Linked DNA regions of Hordeum vulgare: all the other regions are linked to region 1. Evidence: chromatin contacts called from public Hi-C data. All regions are on one chromosome and are shown on one strand. Each heading gives the region's core, a stretch centred on a gene start, on an enhancer-like site or on the middle of the called end of the contact. The rest is flanking DNA. Distances are from core to core; before and after follow the strand shown. Region 1 holds the start of LOC123447316 (importin-5-like). Region 2 holds the start of LOC123447311 (probable linoleate 9S-lipoxygenase 4). Region 3 holds the start of LOC123447324 (pentatricopeptide repeat-containing protein At2g13600-like).

What was found. Hi-C and Micro-C count contacts between places; a contact is called where the count stands out from the background.
Region 2: a contact with region 1 is called in a Hi-C map of leaf, with 2.1 times the contacts expected there. The contact joins the promoter of LOC123447311 here to the promoter of LOC123447316 in region 1. A contact is called at or near these places in 2 of 6 Hi-C or Micro-C datasets (leaf and seedling).
Region 3: a Hi-C map of seedling shows a contact between it and region 1, with 3 times the contacts expected there. The contact joins the promoter of LOC123447324 here to the promoter of LOC123447316 in region 1. A contact is called at or near these places in 3 of 6 Hi-C or Micro-C datasets (leaf and seedling).

What each region holds. Positions count from the first base shown.
Region 1 is chr4H:13,200,645-13,205,441 of MorexV3_pseudomolecules_assembly, reverse strand. LOC123447316 (importin-5-like) reads right to left here and starts at 2,619. Exons shown (of 19, transcript XM_045123907.1): 1 at 1,195-2,619. The coding sequence starts at 2,604.
Region 2 is chr4H:12,956,439-12,961,235 of MorexV3_pseudomolecules_assembly, reverse strand. It overlaps LOC123447311 (probable linoleate 9S-lipoxygenase 4), which reads right to left and starts at 2,026. Exons shown (of 9, transcript XM_045123902.1): 1 at 1,519-2,026; 2 at 514-791. The coding sequence starts at 1,729.
Region 3 is chr4H:13,341,066-13,345,862 of MorexV3_pseudomolecules_assembly, reverse strand. It overlaps LOC123447324 (pentatricopeptide repeat-containing protein At2g13600-like), which reads right to left and starts at 2,787. Exons shown (of 1, transcript XM_045123914.1): 1 at 1-2,787. The coding sequence starts at 2,777. The coding sequence ends at 378. It overlaps LOC123451031, which reads right to left. Exons shown (of 3, transcript XM_045128048.1): 3 at 3,752-3,962. The coding sequence ends at 3,882.

The DNA of each region.
Region 1 (4,797 bases), core at 1,370-3,869:
GATGCCGTCATGCCAATGTCGTGAATAACTGGTACATGTATATGGTCATTGAACTAGCATCAACTCCAGCATAAGCGGGGTACATTGGAGGATGCCCATATACCCCTTGAAGCATATCTTGCGGAAACATAAACACCTAAGGCCAACAAACAAACAATCCAGACACCAACCTTCCAAGTCTGCAGACCCTTGAATGTTCTGCAGGCAGTCTATCTATGGTGTACAGGGATCTGGCACTTCTATTTTGTGCTAAACAGTTTTATTTAACTAAAGTTCTCCAAGAAAAATGTTTTGAATGTTGAATCTCTCTGGTCTCCACTTCCAAATTCATCTCTGTAAGAGATATTACGCATATGAGCCGTTTGGAGATGCTCTTGAATTTCATTTGGGTTTACTTTTAAAACAGTTGATGTATTGAACAGAACTAAAACATTACGACCTGCAACCACTCTTAGGTCATCATCAATTTTGTGCAGAACAATTTTTAACTGAAAGGTTGTCGACATAATTCATGTCTTCTATACATGATAGTAAAAAAGAAGCAGCAGGAATCTAAACAAGCCAACATCTCAGGAATTAAGAATGCATCATGTAATACGGATAAACACAGCCAATCTGAATTGCCTCCAAGGGAATGACAAGTGCAAACATCCATCAACCAGTACGTAGAAAAAATTTGGCAATAAACTGCAATACCATACAAATAATTTGAACAATGCCCGAGCAAATATCAACTCTTAGCTTCACAGACAGGCTAAGAGTCCACTTTATGTTTGGACCTAAAACGCCATGTGATGTCCAAAAGTAGGCCTAAAACTGCAAAGTGTAACACAACAAACTAGTAAAAAGATATGATAAAATCTTCCAATATAAATACTACGATGACGATACCCAACCTGTACACTAATACACATCAGCATATCCAAGTCAGACACCACAAAACACCAGATGTGCATCAGCAAAACATGACGGGTTACATAACTGTCAACAGTGCCCTAGTAGTAGACTTGGAATACCACACACTAGGGGGGCAATATCTATCATTTGAATGAATTGTATGGTAATATAGCAAGCATGTGGGTTGCATGATATAATGATAAACACTGCTTTTAAGAAATTATAGGATAAAAGAAAGAATATTGAAAGGAGAGTGATGCATATGACTTAGAACGTAAATGGTCAGCAATCACTTGCCTGTACGCGTGGGTTCTCAGAATCATCCATGGCCGAAGCCAACGCAGGGAGTACAACATGGTGCAACTTGTTCTGCAACTCAGGCCCCAAGTCCGTCGAAAGCTGCCCTACTGCATTGATTGCTGCCCACCTCACCCGAGGATGAGGATCCTGGAAGGAATTGAGCACCATCCCAACTACCTGATCAAGATTCTTAGTCATCACCTTAGCACAGCCTTCCGCAATCTGTGATATCGTCATGAGTGCCGCATGACGTCTCTTCCACTCTTCAGCGCCGATAAACGACGGGAGCAACTCGGCAGCCACGGGCAAGATGGTGTTGCCACCAACAGCAATTGCAAGCCGGTCAAGACACTCTTGTGCAAAGACAAAGCTTCCAGTTTCCCCAGCGTCCTCCTCCTCGGACACTGCGGCGTACCATGCCGGTTCATCCTGGACATCAAGCAGCATGGTCATGACGATCGCGAAAAGCCTGCCGACATACCGCGGCAGCCTCCTCATCATCCCCGGCGCACGCTCCCTTGCCTCGGCAAGGGTAACAACGAACTCGACAGCAAGGTGGCGTGTGCCATCCTCCAACCCAGGGGCCTCGGCGATCTGCAGCATGGCGGCGACGACGTCGGGCAGCTGGCGGCGGAGGAAACGCGGCTCCAGGCCAGCGAGCTCAATCATCATCTCGAGCGCCTCCTGCGCGGAGCCCTCGTTCCCGCAGTTGAGCGACTCGGCCAGGGCGCGCATCATGGCGGGGAGGAGGTCCTGGAACTGGTCGCGGTCGGCGGCGGAGGAGAGGGACTGGATGACGCTGATGGCGGCGTTGAGGCCGGCGACGCGGACATCGGCGGAGGAGGGGTGCGAGAGCGCGGCGAGGAGGAGCGCGTGGAGGTTGGGGAAGCCGGCGGCGAGGTGGGAGGCGAGCCTGGCGAGGATGTTGAGCGCGGACTCCTGCAGGGCAGGGGGCGAGGAGGGGGAGGCGACGGACTTGTAGAGGAAGGTGAGGAGATCGGGCCAGGAGCCGGAGGGCAGCAGGTGGGCGGCGAGCTCGGCGACGGCGTCGGAGAGCTTCCGCGAGATGGACCTGGAGAGGCCGGGCGCGGAGGCGGCGGAGAGGAGCAGCGCGCGGAGCGAGGACTGCGTGGCCGGGGCGAGCGACGGGTAGACGAAGGCCTGGGAGCCCGGGGAGATGAGGCGGCGGAGGAGGACGGCGGCCATGGGCGCGGACGGGTGCGCCGGGGAGAGCAGCAGGTGGGCGAGCCGCAGCGCGAGCGGGTCCGGGTGGGCGGCCCGCAGCGCGTGGAACGTCCGCTCCGCCCGCGACCGCGCCTCGTTGGCCGGCGACGCCAGGTCCCCCAGCAGCTCCGTCAGCGGCGCCGGGTCCGCGCCCAGCACCGCCTCCGCCGCCTGCGGATCCATGGGCTCCGCTCCGGCGGTGCGCGGCGCGGGGAGAGGGGGCGGGGGGAGCTGCCCTGGCGGGGGAATTCGGCGGGATATTTTTGGGTTTGGGGGGAGCGAGCGCGGCGAGGGCGGGGAGAGGGGGGCGGGGCGGGGCGGGCAGGGCGTACGGTATTCGGTAGGCTATGGCGGAGTCGGGGGAGTGGAGTCGTGCGGGCCGTGACACTGGACGCGGGGCCCGGGGGGTTATGAGGGGGGTGGCCCGCGCGGCATGGTTATCAAAATCAGGGCAGCGCACGCCACAGCTCACCATTGTCGTTGCTAATTATGCCGTCGTCTCGCCCTGCCTTCTTTCTTTCTTTCTTTCTTTCTGGCTGCTTTCGGTTCCTCCTCCACGTTTCCTAAAAATCGATCTGATTCCTCTCTTTTTTGCCTTTTTTTCTTGTTTCTTTCCAACTGGATATATATTACTGTTACTCCATCCCAAGGCCGCTATCTAGAATGCATTTCAAAGTATTAAGTTCGTAAGAAACATAATAATGCAATAAGAAAGAAGACATGATGCAGGCATGAAGAGATCAATCAATATGACAGAAACCTATCGTTTTATTCTTAATGGCAACAACGCAATACGTGTCTTTTTTTTTGTTGTTGGATGAGGTCATCGCAAAATTAAACCCACTACCATGCGCCACTTCTTGTGAAGATCTACTCATCTTTCATGTTTAAATAAAATTCATAGATCGATAAGCATACACGACTATAAATCGCACAAAAAGAGAGGCCTCAAAAGAATAAATATCGAGCAATGAACAATCTGATCATAAATCCATAATTCATCAGATCCCAACAAATAATGCCACAAGAATTACACCGAATAGATCTCTAAAGAGATCACTGTATTGAAGATCAATAGAGAGATGGAGAAAGAGAGAGAGAGAGGGAGAGAGAGAGACCTACTGATATGGACCTGTAGATCCTCAAGAAACTACTCAAACATTATCATGAAGACAGAGGGGTTGATGAAGATGGCTTGCCCAATGGTTGCCCCCTACAACACAGTGCCACAACAGGGCTCCAGCGCCAGAATAGAGGCATGTGGTGGAGATAAAATTGTTTTGAATCTCGCTCTGAGAGTTTCGGATACGTGGGTATTTATATGCAAAGAATTAGGGTAAACAGATCAACAGGGGGGCCACAAGCCACCATGGCACACCCTCTCCCCCAAGGGCAGACCCCACTAGCTTGTGGTCCACTCGTGGATCTTCTTTCCTCCTCCCAAAACTTTTAGGGTCTCTTATGTTTCAAAAAAAAAATCAAAATTTTTGTCATGTTTGGACGTCTGTATGTATTGATTTTCTGTAAAAGCAAAAACATGTAAAGAAAACATAAACTAGTTGTGACATCCTCAGCTTTTGCTACAGTGAACATTGTAATTTATCTACACTGATGACCATGATCAGTGCCTAATCATTTTTGCTAAACAAGATATGATCAAGTTGAAAGTCATATCTCATTTCAAATTCCTTTTCAAAAGGCCCTTGAATTTTATTGTGATAAAATAAAGTTGCAAACAGCAAAAAAAATATTGCACATTTGTTATAAATCACAAAACAAATGTTGTTAAGGAACACAACATCACCTTAATGTTGGAGTGGACCCCACCATCAATAACAGAGCCTTAAAGCATTTAAAAATTGCCCTTTAATTCCTTAGATAATTTCAACAATTTCCAAAATTGCTCAAACTATGGGAGGCAATACAGAATATTACAAGATATTTAATTGGCAATAACACACATTTTTGTTGAAGGGAATTGTAGCTAAAAATAAAATAAAACTAAAACAAATTAAAAGAAAAGAAAGAAAGGAAAAAAATCTCTCCCCTGCCCAACTGGGCCAACCTGCCCAGCCGGCCACCCCAACCCACCTCTACCTCGGGGGTATTTACCCCCCCCCCCCACCTAAACCCTAAACACCTCCACTCCCTCACTCCCTCCTCCTAGCCACGAGCCACACCCCACGCAGCCCCCTCGTTCCCTCACACCCCACGAGGCCAACCCTCGTTCCCTCCCCTCGCTCGCCCCTAGTGCCCACGCAACCACCCACCACCGAGCCCCTCATTTGCCCCCCCCACTCCACCAGAACCCAACCACCACGCGCCCCGCCTTCGGCCGTCAGCCCCGGCGCCTCCTCCGTGTCCCCACCTCCTCGC
Region 2 (4,797 bases), core at 777-3,276, 240 kb after region 1:
GACCCAGCAACAGCTATTTGACAGCTAAGGTGATCTCACCGAATGACAGCATGCATATAGTAAATTGCCTGCCTGTACAGCTCAGACTGTCTGACTTTTTTATTTTTGCCAAACGGAAAAGAAAAAAACTTGTTGATTTGGATCTGTTCTACTACTAGCAGTATCCATTTGCAGCCCGTCACACTGGATGGACAATTGCGAGTGTGTTGTATTATTGGCATCTAAGTACTAGGTACAACCAACATGATATACATGCTACCTAATCCATGCAGCAGCAGATTATCTTAATAATGCAAGAGAAAAGAAAAGTCGGCTAAGATCCAATTCCGGTCCGAAGCCCGTGGCCATACTCAGAAAAGGACGCAATCATTCTTAAAAGAAGATGAAATGCGTGCAAAACGAGAGTTCATACGGAGTAGTATTTATTTATTGATTGATTGATTGATTGCGGTGTCGTCGTCGGCGGCGGCGGCGAGGGGAAGGAAGGAAGAGGAGGAGGAAGGAGGAGCTCACGTCGTTGGCGAAGAAGAGGCGGTCGACGTTGGGGTAGATCCAGGAGTTGGCGACGAAGACGACGGTGCCCTTGCCGGGGACGCCGTGGAGGGTGAGCGTCTTGAGCAGGTACTCGGAGCGGTAGGTGTTGCGGACGATGACGGCGCCGGGGACGCCCTGCGACTCGTCCCACTCGAAGGTGACCTTGAACACCGACTCCCCCGCCGCCGTCGACTTCATCGTCACCACCATCTCCTCCAGGTGCGCCGGCTTCCCCACCTTGCCCCGGCTCCCATTCTCTGCAACCCGCCGGAACCATCGTCACAACATCAGCAAGATATATCGACAACATACAACACAGATGCAAATGGAACGAGATACAGTACTGATTAAATTAACTTAATCATGGCTGTCACTTTAGTTTGGATCGATCGCTTTGGTTTGGGAGCGGCGTCGGACACGTGTGCCCTGCTGATTGCACTCCTCTGCTGTCATTCTCGCAAATTTTTAATTTTTTTTACTCCTCTGCTGTGTTGTCATGGGGTCGGTCCCCGGAGCCGGAGGTCATGGCCGGCATTGATGCTAAACCCAGGCGGCCACGCCAATCTAGGACTAGGAGCATCGATCCACGGGATGGGTCCACGACAAGATGAACATGATCAAAAGTTGAAAACTGCCCTCCTTTGTCCCTTTATTTTTGAACTGAAATCAACACAGATTGTTTCTGAACTGAATCTAAGTAGGAGCACATGATGTGTGATTCTTAAAACAAGAAAGAAACTGGAATCGATAGTTCGATACAGATTGTTTTTGAACCGAATCGATACGGGATTCGCAGGCAAAAAAAAAAAAAGAGTGGAATCACCACGGATTGTTTCTGTTTCGAAAACGCCATGACCCATGAGTTGGGAAACTGAAACGCACGCGCGTACGAGGCGAGAGCCGGCGGTTACGCGGCGGCGGCGTGCGACCGACGCAGGGAGGGAGAGAGGGGAGAAGCGAAGGGGAAGGGGGAAGAAAGGTTACGTGGGTCAGGGGCGGTGGCGCTGACGAGGCGGAAGGAGACGCCGTCGTCCTTGCCGAGGATCTTGTGGACGCCGTCGAGGAGGGAGGCGTGGAAGTCGCCGAGGTCGAGCACGTCGCTCTTGACCAGCACCGCCGTGCCCCGGATCTTGCCCTCCTTCCACGCCTCCTTGTTCTTCCCCGTCAGCCGGTCCACCAGCCCGTGCAGCAGCATCTCTCCTCTCCTCTGCTCTCTGGTTCTGCAGCGGAGGCAGGGCAGAGCAGAGCACGAGGAACACAACCGGTGGGTGCCTGTCCCCTTGCTGATGCACTTGGCACAAGGAGGGCAGTGGTGGTGGTAGGGTGGCCTAGATGCAGGGCCGCTGCGGCGGGATTTATAGGGCGCCTCGCCGATACTACCAATTTACCGCGGCCACCAACCCAGCCGCAGCGATGTCAGAGATGGAGAGAGATCGCCGGAGGGAGGGCGAGGTGGTGCCTTCCGGTGCACTTTATTATAGTAGCGGTAACAATTTTGTTTACTGCCTACTACAGTATTACTACTGGTATTTCTCGACGAGATCCCGCCGGTTATCTTTTAAAAAATGCATTTTTTTCTCTCTCTCTGCAGCGCGGCGCTGAGCATGAGGCGGCACGGAGGAGGAGCCCAGCTGGCCTGCCCTGCCTGGCTGCCAAAAACGCCATGGACTGGACTGGGCGACTGGCTGCCAAAAAACAGGACGCCATTGAAAAGAGAAAGGTGGAGGTCGTCGCCCTCCCTGTCCACACCAGGCTTTCCTTTTTTCCGGACCGATTATGCAATATGTCTGATTATTAACGAGACATATTGCTCTTCATGCGGGATACACGCTGCGCGGTGTTTCGGGTCTGTCGACTCTTGTGCATACGTGGCCAAACAAACGTGTCTGGCACGGCCCATCGAGGCACGTTTAGTAATCGGGCCGTACCGTGTTAGTCCGTCGGCTGCGCCTTCAAGCATGCCTGAGGCACATTTAGTAATTGGGTCGTGGGCTGCGCCTCTAGGCCCACGCACGGCCCGCTTATTAAACGGGTCGGTCACTTGGTCTGATTAGCACGCTCGGCTGTATAATTTTAGCCTTATGAGCTTATTTTTAGGTCTATTGGATCATATATTATGTATATATGTATATTAAAAATATGTAAAAAAATAAACGGATTGTGTCGTGTCGGCCCGCGTGCCCAGGCACGGCCTGAGGCGTGCCTCGTGCCTGACACGGCCCGTTTAAATCGTATCGTGCCTTGCCCATGACGGGCCATGTCGCCAGGATCGCGGGCCGGTCTGTTTAGCCCGGCCCGTTTGACCAGGTATGCTCTTGTGTGCTCGCCACGGTTCGCAAACCCGCGCGGACGCAATACCGGTCGGCCGTTCATGTGTGAGCCTTTCATATTTGATTTTCTAGATCAATACAAAGCATACAAAACAGAAAACCTACATACTACTACGTATTATCCTGGCTTTCGTTGTTGAAAATGTAAACGACGTCGATGCTTGGCGTGTGGGAGGGCTCCGGCTCCTCATCCTCCTTCTCAAGCTCATTCTGGTCCGCAAGCATATGCGCCTCCGTCGCGCCCTGCGCCGCCTCCATCTCCTATCATCGCTGATGACTCGCCTTCGCATTCGACTCCAAACGAGTGAAGTTAAGGTGGCATGTTGCTCAGTGCATGGGTCCGCGACACTAGTGTCCCTCTCGTCTCCCTCTGGTTCGGTCTCCTCCTCCTCCTTCTCAAGCTCCGGCTCCTTCCCCTCGTCCTCCTCAAGCTCCTGCTCCTCCTCCACCTCTTCCTCAAGCTCTAACTCCTCCTCCTCCTCCTCCTCTTCCTCAAGCTTTGACTCCCCCTCCTCAAGCTCCGATTCCTCCTCCTCCTCTAGATCCACTACATCGAGAGGTAGCCCTGCGGTGATCCGGGCTTCGCATCTTGCCCGGACCTGCAGCCGACGCTCCGACGTTAGAAAGTGGCGGTGGCAGGGGGTGCATGACATTGCCGAAGAGCATGGGAGAGGAGGCGGATGGGCTCGGGTGGCCACGTAGAGAGGAAGGAGGTGGATGTGCTACGGTTGAAAAACGCCGACCATCTTAAATAGCTGAATTTTGCCTCGGGCGGCAAACCGAAGCGTCGTCACGCGATGTTCACACCGCTGTGACACGCGAGGCATCCGTGGGACAACCGAATTTCCATACGAGCCCGCGTGGGACACCATCGTCAGGCCGACATAGCGAACGTGCATGGACACATCTCGACGCCTCTATATTTATCCCATATTTAAGCTGGATATAAAGAATGTCAGTTAGCTCGGCTGTTTGAGGCGTCCCGCTGGGTCAAAATTTCGTGAGGGGCGAGTGACCAAGCAACCCGCCGTGACATTTAAAACGAATATGACTGGTCCGGTTGTAAATGCTCTAAGAGCAAGTACAATAAGGTACAGTTAGCAGGCTGTAAGGATTAAAATACTATATTTTTGTTAAGTTGGATGAGAGAGAAGGGAAGCGGACTTTTCGTGAAGAGTCAGCTCTAGCACGTACTCCTAGATGCTTTGTGAGAATGAAAGGTGGACCATATATAATAAAAGTAGTATTTTTTTAACTAATTATTGTACAAGCTAGCTATAAAGTGGGCTATAAGATGGCTTATAACCAACAACAGTTGGCTATACTATTAACCATGCTCTAATCAAAATTTGCTACTGCTACAAATTCGGCAAACATTACTTGCTGGGTTTTATGGTGATGTTTGTATGAAGCATTGCCCATAATTTGGCACGCGTTGTTGATCCATACACGGAGCTGCTTCCGGTGATGAACAGGACACGCAAATTGGTGTGTGTGGAAACCAGGATCGACACGATGGTAGTAGTGTTCAACATGATACCTGTATCAATTAAAGTTTCATGGCGTAGAAACTTGGTAAAGGACAGGTCGTCGCTCAGAGATGAGAAGTAATAGTACAGCATAGCTTTGCTTGCCGTTCATCTGGCCAGCGCCGTATTAATTGGGTTGGGCGTGGCTAGAACGATTAATTGGACGGTGGCCCGAGTTAAGAAGCTGCACGTATGGGCTAAGCTACGTTTATTTTTTATCTTGTTAGGGTATCTCTCATATGTAAATTTGCTTCGGCGTCCGTCCGTGGACAGGAGGCCAGCTCGCGGATATACTCCCTCCGTTTCTAAATATAAGTCTTTTAATAAATTCTCTATAGAGATTACATACGAATGTATATGGACATACTATAGAATATAGATTCATTTATTTTGCTTCGTATATA
Region 3 (4,797 bases), core at 1,538-4,037, 140 kb before region 1:
CTCCAGGTTATCAATAGCATACAAGGCGATGATGTTCCAGGTGCAGGGTGAAGCATACCATGATGATAATGCTGCTCAAAATCATTGGCCAGCTAAATCAGACAGATTTTACAAGTATACTCAGTCGTTTCACAATAACTATAGCACCTGCATTCCCTTGGTGAACGCAACCACGAACCTGCTATGCAATTTGCAGCTCGATGTCTGGGCGGATATCCTTCTCCAGTTCAGTACATCACGACAGCCAACACAAGGGGAGCCAAAGTCAATTTCCTGAAGATCATTCTCCAGAAATAGTTCCATCTTGCTACCTATCTATATGAATCTGAATAAAGAAAAGGTAGTAGTAGAAATTCTTCTGTCAAAGGCTGTCCTCACTAGTAATCTACTGACAAAACAAAGTCAAGAGACGATTCCCACAATAGTAAATCCAAGATCTCATTGATTTCCATTGACAGTGGATGCTTTGCTTCCCATGAAAAGAAGGCGTGATATTGACCTCTTACTTGAACCCAGCTACACCCTCCATCTTTCTTGAGTGTGGTCCCTTTCATCAGTACCCTTATCCTGGCAGCATCTTTCCACCTTCCACATGATGCATACATATTCGAGAGTAACACATAGCCTGCCGTGTTATCCTTCCCCAACTCATGAAGCCGCTTTGCAGCCCTCTCACCAATCTCCTCATTCTTATAAGTGTTGCAAGCGCTCAGAAGGGCAGCCCATGAATTTGCTTCTGACTTACTTGGGGTTTTCATCAGAAGAGCTTCTGCCTCTATCAAACGACCAGCTCGAGCTAGGACATCAACCATACATGTATAGTGCTTCTCTTTAGGAGAAATACCCCATGCCTGCATTTTTTCAAAATAATGTATGGCTTGCTCCACCAAACCACCGTGGGAACAAGCAAATAGAAGAGCTAAAAATGTATGCTCATTTGGTGTCATTCCAGTTGCCATCATATCCTCAAATAAAAGAATAGATTCCTCCGCAAAACCATTTTCAGCAAGTCCTTGAATCATGGCAGTCCAAGTGACATCATTTCTTTCAGGCATTTGATAAAACATCCTCTTGGAGCTCTGTAAATCCCCTGACTTGGCATACATGTCACTAAGTGCAGTGCCGATAAAAATGCTTTCCTCCATTCCTAGCTTGATAGTCTTAGCATGAGCCATCTTACCCGTAACTAACGAGCACAAGTTTGCACAAGCAAGAAGAACACTCGAGAATGTAATTTCCCCTGGAACCTGCCCCGAAGCCAACATTGCATTGAAAGATCTTAGCGCATCAACAAATTGTCGATTCTGCGCGTAACCAGAGATAATCGTATTCCATGAAGCTAAATTCCTTGCAGGCATCTTCTTGAAGAGATACATAGCTTCTACCATTTTCCCGTTGTAGCTATAACCTGAAGCGAGAGAGTTCCAGCACACTATGTTCTTCTCTGGGAGGGTGTCAAAAATCGTTTGCGCATCTCTACACTTCTTGCATTTGCAGTACATGTCGATCAGAGAGCTGGATACGAACACATTGGTGCTAGAGCCCATCTTTAGGCTACGGGCATGGATCCTCGCTCCTCCTCGCAAGTCCTCAAGAGTAGCACAAGCACTGAGCACACTAGAGAAGCATGAAATGTTTGGCCTACAACCATCAGCCAGCATTTGACTGTACAGCTTCACCGCTTCTGCCGCATTGCCTCTCTGCTCATGCCTAGCAATCAAAGTACCCCAGGAGACCTCATTCCTCTCAGGCATCGCATCAAGAACCCGTCGAGCTCCATCAAGATCACCCGACTCGGAATACACATCAAGCAATGCAGTCCAGGAGACCACATCCTTCACGTCCATCTCATCAAACACCTTACGGGCTGCAGCTGCATCTCCCATTCTCAGATACAGCGTGATCAAAGAATTTTGTACCTCGATGCTGCTCTCAAAGAAGTTTGATTTAATCGCCGACCCCACGATGGACATGGCTAGACCAAATTCACCTGCACCAACGCATGCCTTGATCATGCACACAAAGGTGATACCATTAGGCCTCACGCCGCAGCTGACCATTTTACGGAAGACGCCAAGAGCATTGTGGTGGAGCTCATTGCGGACAAAACCAGAAATCGTCGCCGTGAAGAAGGCCACGGAGCCGGACGGGCACTGCTCATACAGCTCGACAGCCTCTGCCACACGCCCGCGCTTCATCAATGCATCCACCATGGTAGTGTACGACACGACGCTCCTCTCGGGCATTCCGTCGAACAGCCCGCGAGCGGAGGCAATGTCCCCGGCCTTGACATGCTCATGCACCATGAAGTCGTAGGTGAAGGGGGAGGCGGCACCCGCGGCGACGCAGTCGCCGAAGGCACGGTCGCATTCCGCGGCGCGAGCAAAGGCGGCGTAGGTGGTGAGGAGGTGCGAGGCCACGGAGGTGTCGGCGGCGACGCCGGAGCGCACGGCGTGCGCGTGCAGCGAGAGGGCGAGCGGCAGGCGTTCGGAGGAGGACAAGGAGGAAGCAAGCGCGGCATTGCTCGTGGCGGTGGCGGTGGCGGTGGCGCGGCAGAGGCGGAGGAGGGTGGCGCAGGTCTCGGCGTAGGACTTGAATGCCTTGGGCGTGGGCGCGAGCGGCGGGCCGCTGGCCAGACGGAGCTTGAGGAATTTCAGCGGGAGGGTTAGAGGGACCTGTGCCTTCTCCAGCTTCGGCCTGGAACTGGAAGCCAGCTGCGCCGTCGCCGCCGCCGGCGGTGGCCGCCGCGGCCGCTGCGTGCGAACCGCCGCTCTCATTCTCCTCCCATGGCTCGAACTAGGAAGGAAATCGTTTTGGTTGTTAAATGGCCAGCCCACTGACACAAAAGTGGGCTGCTTCCATAGCTATCTGGGCCGAATAAACATGCCGAACTAGCTCGCAACTACAGGTGGCCCATGAATTTCGGAACTATAATTTTGAGGTTCACAAGCCTGTCCTATCGCCCCTAAAAAAACATCCCGAGATACATCTCGGGGTGGTCGTTATGTTTGGTTAGGTCATTCTAAAGTTTTTTTTTCCGCAGGATTGTCTTATAAAAAAAGATCATCCAAATTACACAGTGAATCCTAAAGCGTGAATGAACCATAGAACCTCCTAAAAAAACTCCAAAAAGAAGAACCATAGAAGTGAATGCATTCATCCCCATCCCAATGCATTAAACAAGGAGCCATACTATTTGACAAGAATTACATGGGGTGCGCTACAACGCGACAAGATAACAACCTAGGTCCCTAATCCTATACGAGTCCAGAGAGTAAAGTCGGCAATCCATCACAAAAGAACAAATAAATAAGGAACAATGTTGCTACTCGTTATAACGGTTGGATGCGATGAAAAACATTGACGTTTCGATAACCTCAAATTGCCCATAAGATTCAAAGCGTCAGAGAGGGGTAGAAGTCGTTCTGGAGACCCAACGGAGCTACATCGCCTCACACAAGTGTAAGGCGAGAACCGAGAACGCGAGTTGGCGCCAAACTTATTACAGGGGCAGCAGTGGAGGAAGATATGAGTGTCATCTTCAACCATGTCCGCACACCAAGGACGGTCACTAGGCTTGTGAAATTTAAAAATGTGATTTTCGAAATTTCTAAACTAAAAAGACTGAAATCGCATTTGGCGGCACGAAATCCACTCTCACACATTCACCTAAATAAAAAAGAAGTGAGCACATGCACAATGCTGATCATTTTCTGAGGCAGCGAGGCACACTCCTATGAAAAAGGAAAAATGAGCCGGAGAAGCACGATTTCGTATTTTGATGTAGCGATTTTTTGCGGAATAAATTCTACATATCAATGGTGCAACCTGCGGAACCATTTTCTAACTATCTCCGGAAAGTGATGGTACTACAAACAAGGTTACATTTTCTCCATCCCGTAGGTATCTTCAGCACCGCTAGCCACCTTTTTCCTCCTCTCAGATATCATATCGGTGTATGCCTGACAAAGTCATAGGGTTAGTTCTAACTCAGCTCCACGCTGAAATCTGTAATTGTAAAAAAAAAAAAGTGAACTGTGAACTCATGTTAAGAATATCTTGTGATCAAAGAATTCATCTGGAATGGAGAAAATGTATGATGCAATTGGCACAATGGGTTTGCTGGTATGTTGTAATTTGTAAGTTTTCTTTTGTGTTATTTGTAAATCTCTTTCTTTTTGTGTTATTTACTAGTAGTAATAACTTTTTAAAATGAAAAAAATTCTCATTGATTTCCTTCAAAAAGAAGTACCTGATGCTTATAAGTTATAACTGATAATTTGCTAGATAATTTTGTCTGTTTTGACAGGTCTTAGGAACCACCCAGATAGCAGTAAATGGTGATTATTTTGCTCACCTAGAGGCAGGTATAAATCATTTGCTTGTGGTGCTTAGGTAGCCTGACATCATGCAATCTCAGTTCAAAGAAAATCTATACGGGATAAGTTTGAGATGCTTGGAATTGTAGTTGACCAGGAGAGCACTAAAACAGTTAAACTGAAGTTGTAGCTATTAGATCATACAACAAGACAGGGACCCCTTACGACGAATATAACGCTACGAAGATGATTCTGGTACATTCCAGTAAATTCAGGGATGCGCCATCAGGATAACAAATTCAACTGAAGTGTAGCACTTGCATTCTGTCAACACCCTATGCTAGAGATCATGCACCATATGATATATTTTACAACCAAAACTATGCCAAACCACATGTTGTAATTAAGAGATTAAGAGTGAACTACATTAGTTTGTAAGTAAGAGTCATGTTAATGTCAAATAATGAGTTATTTCCAT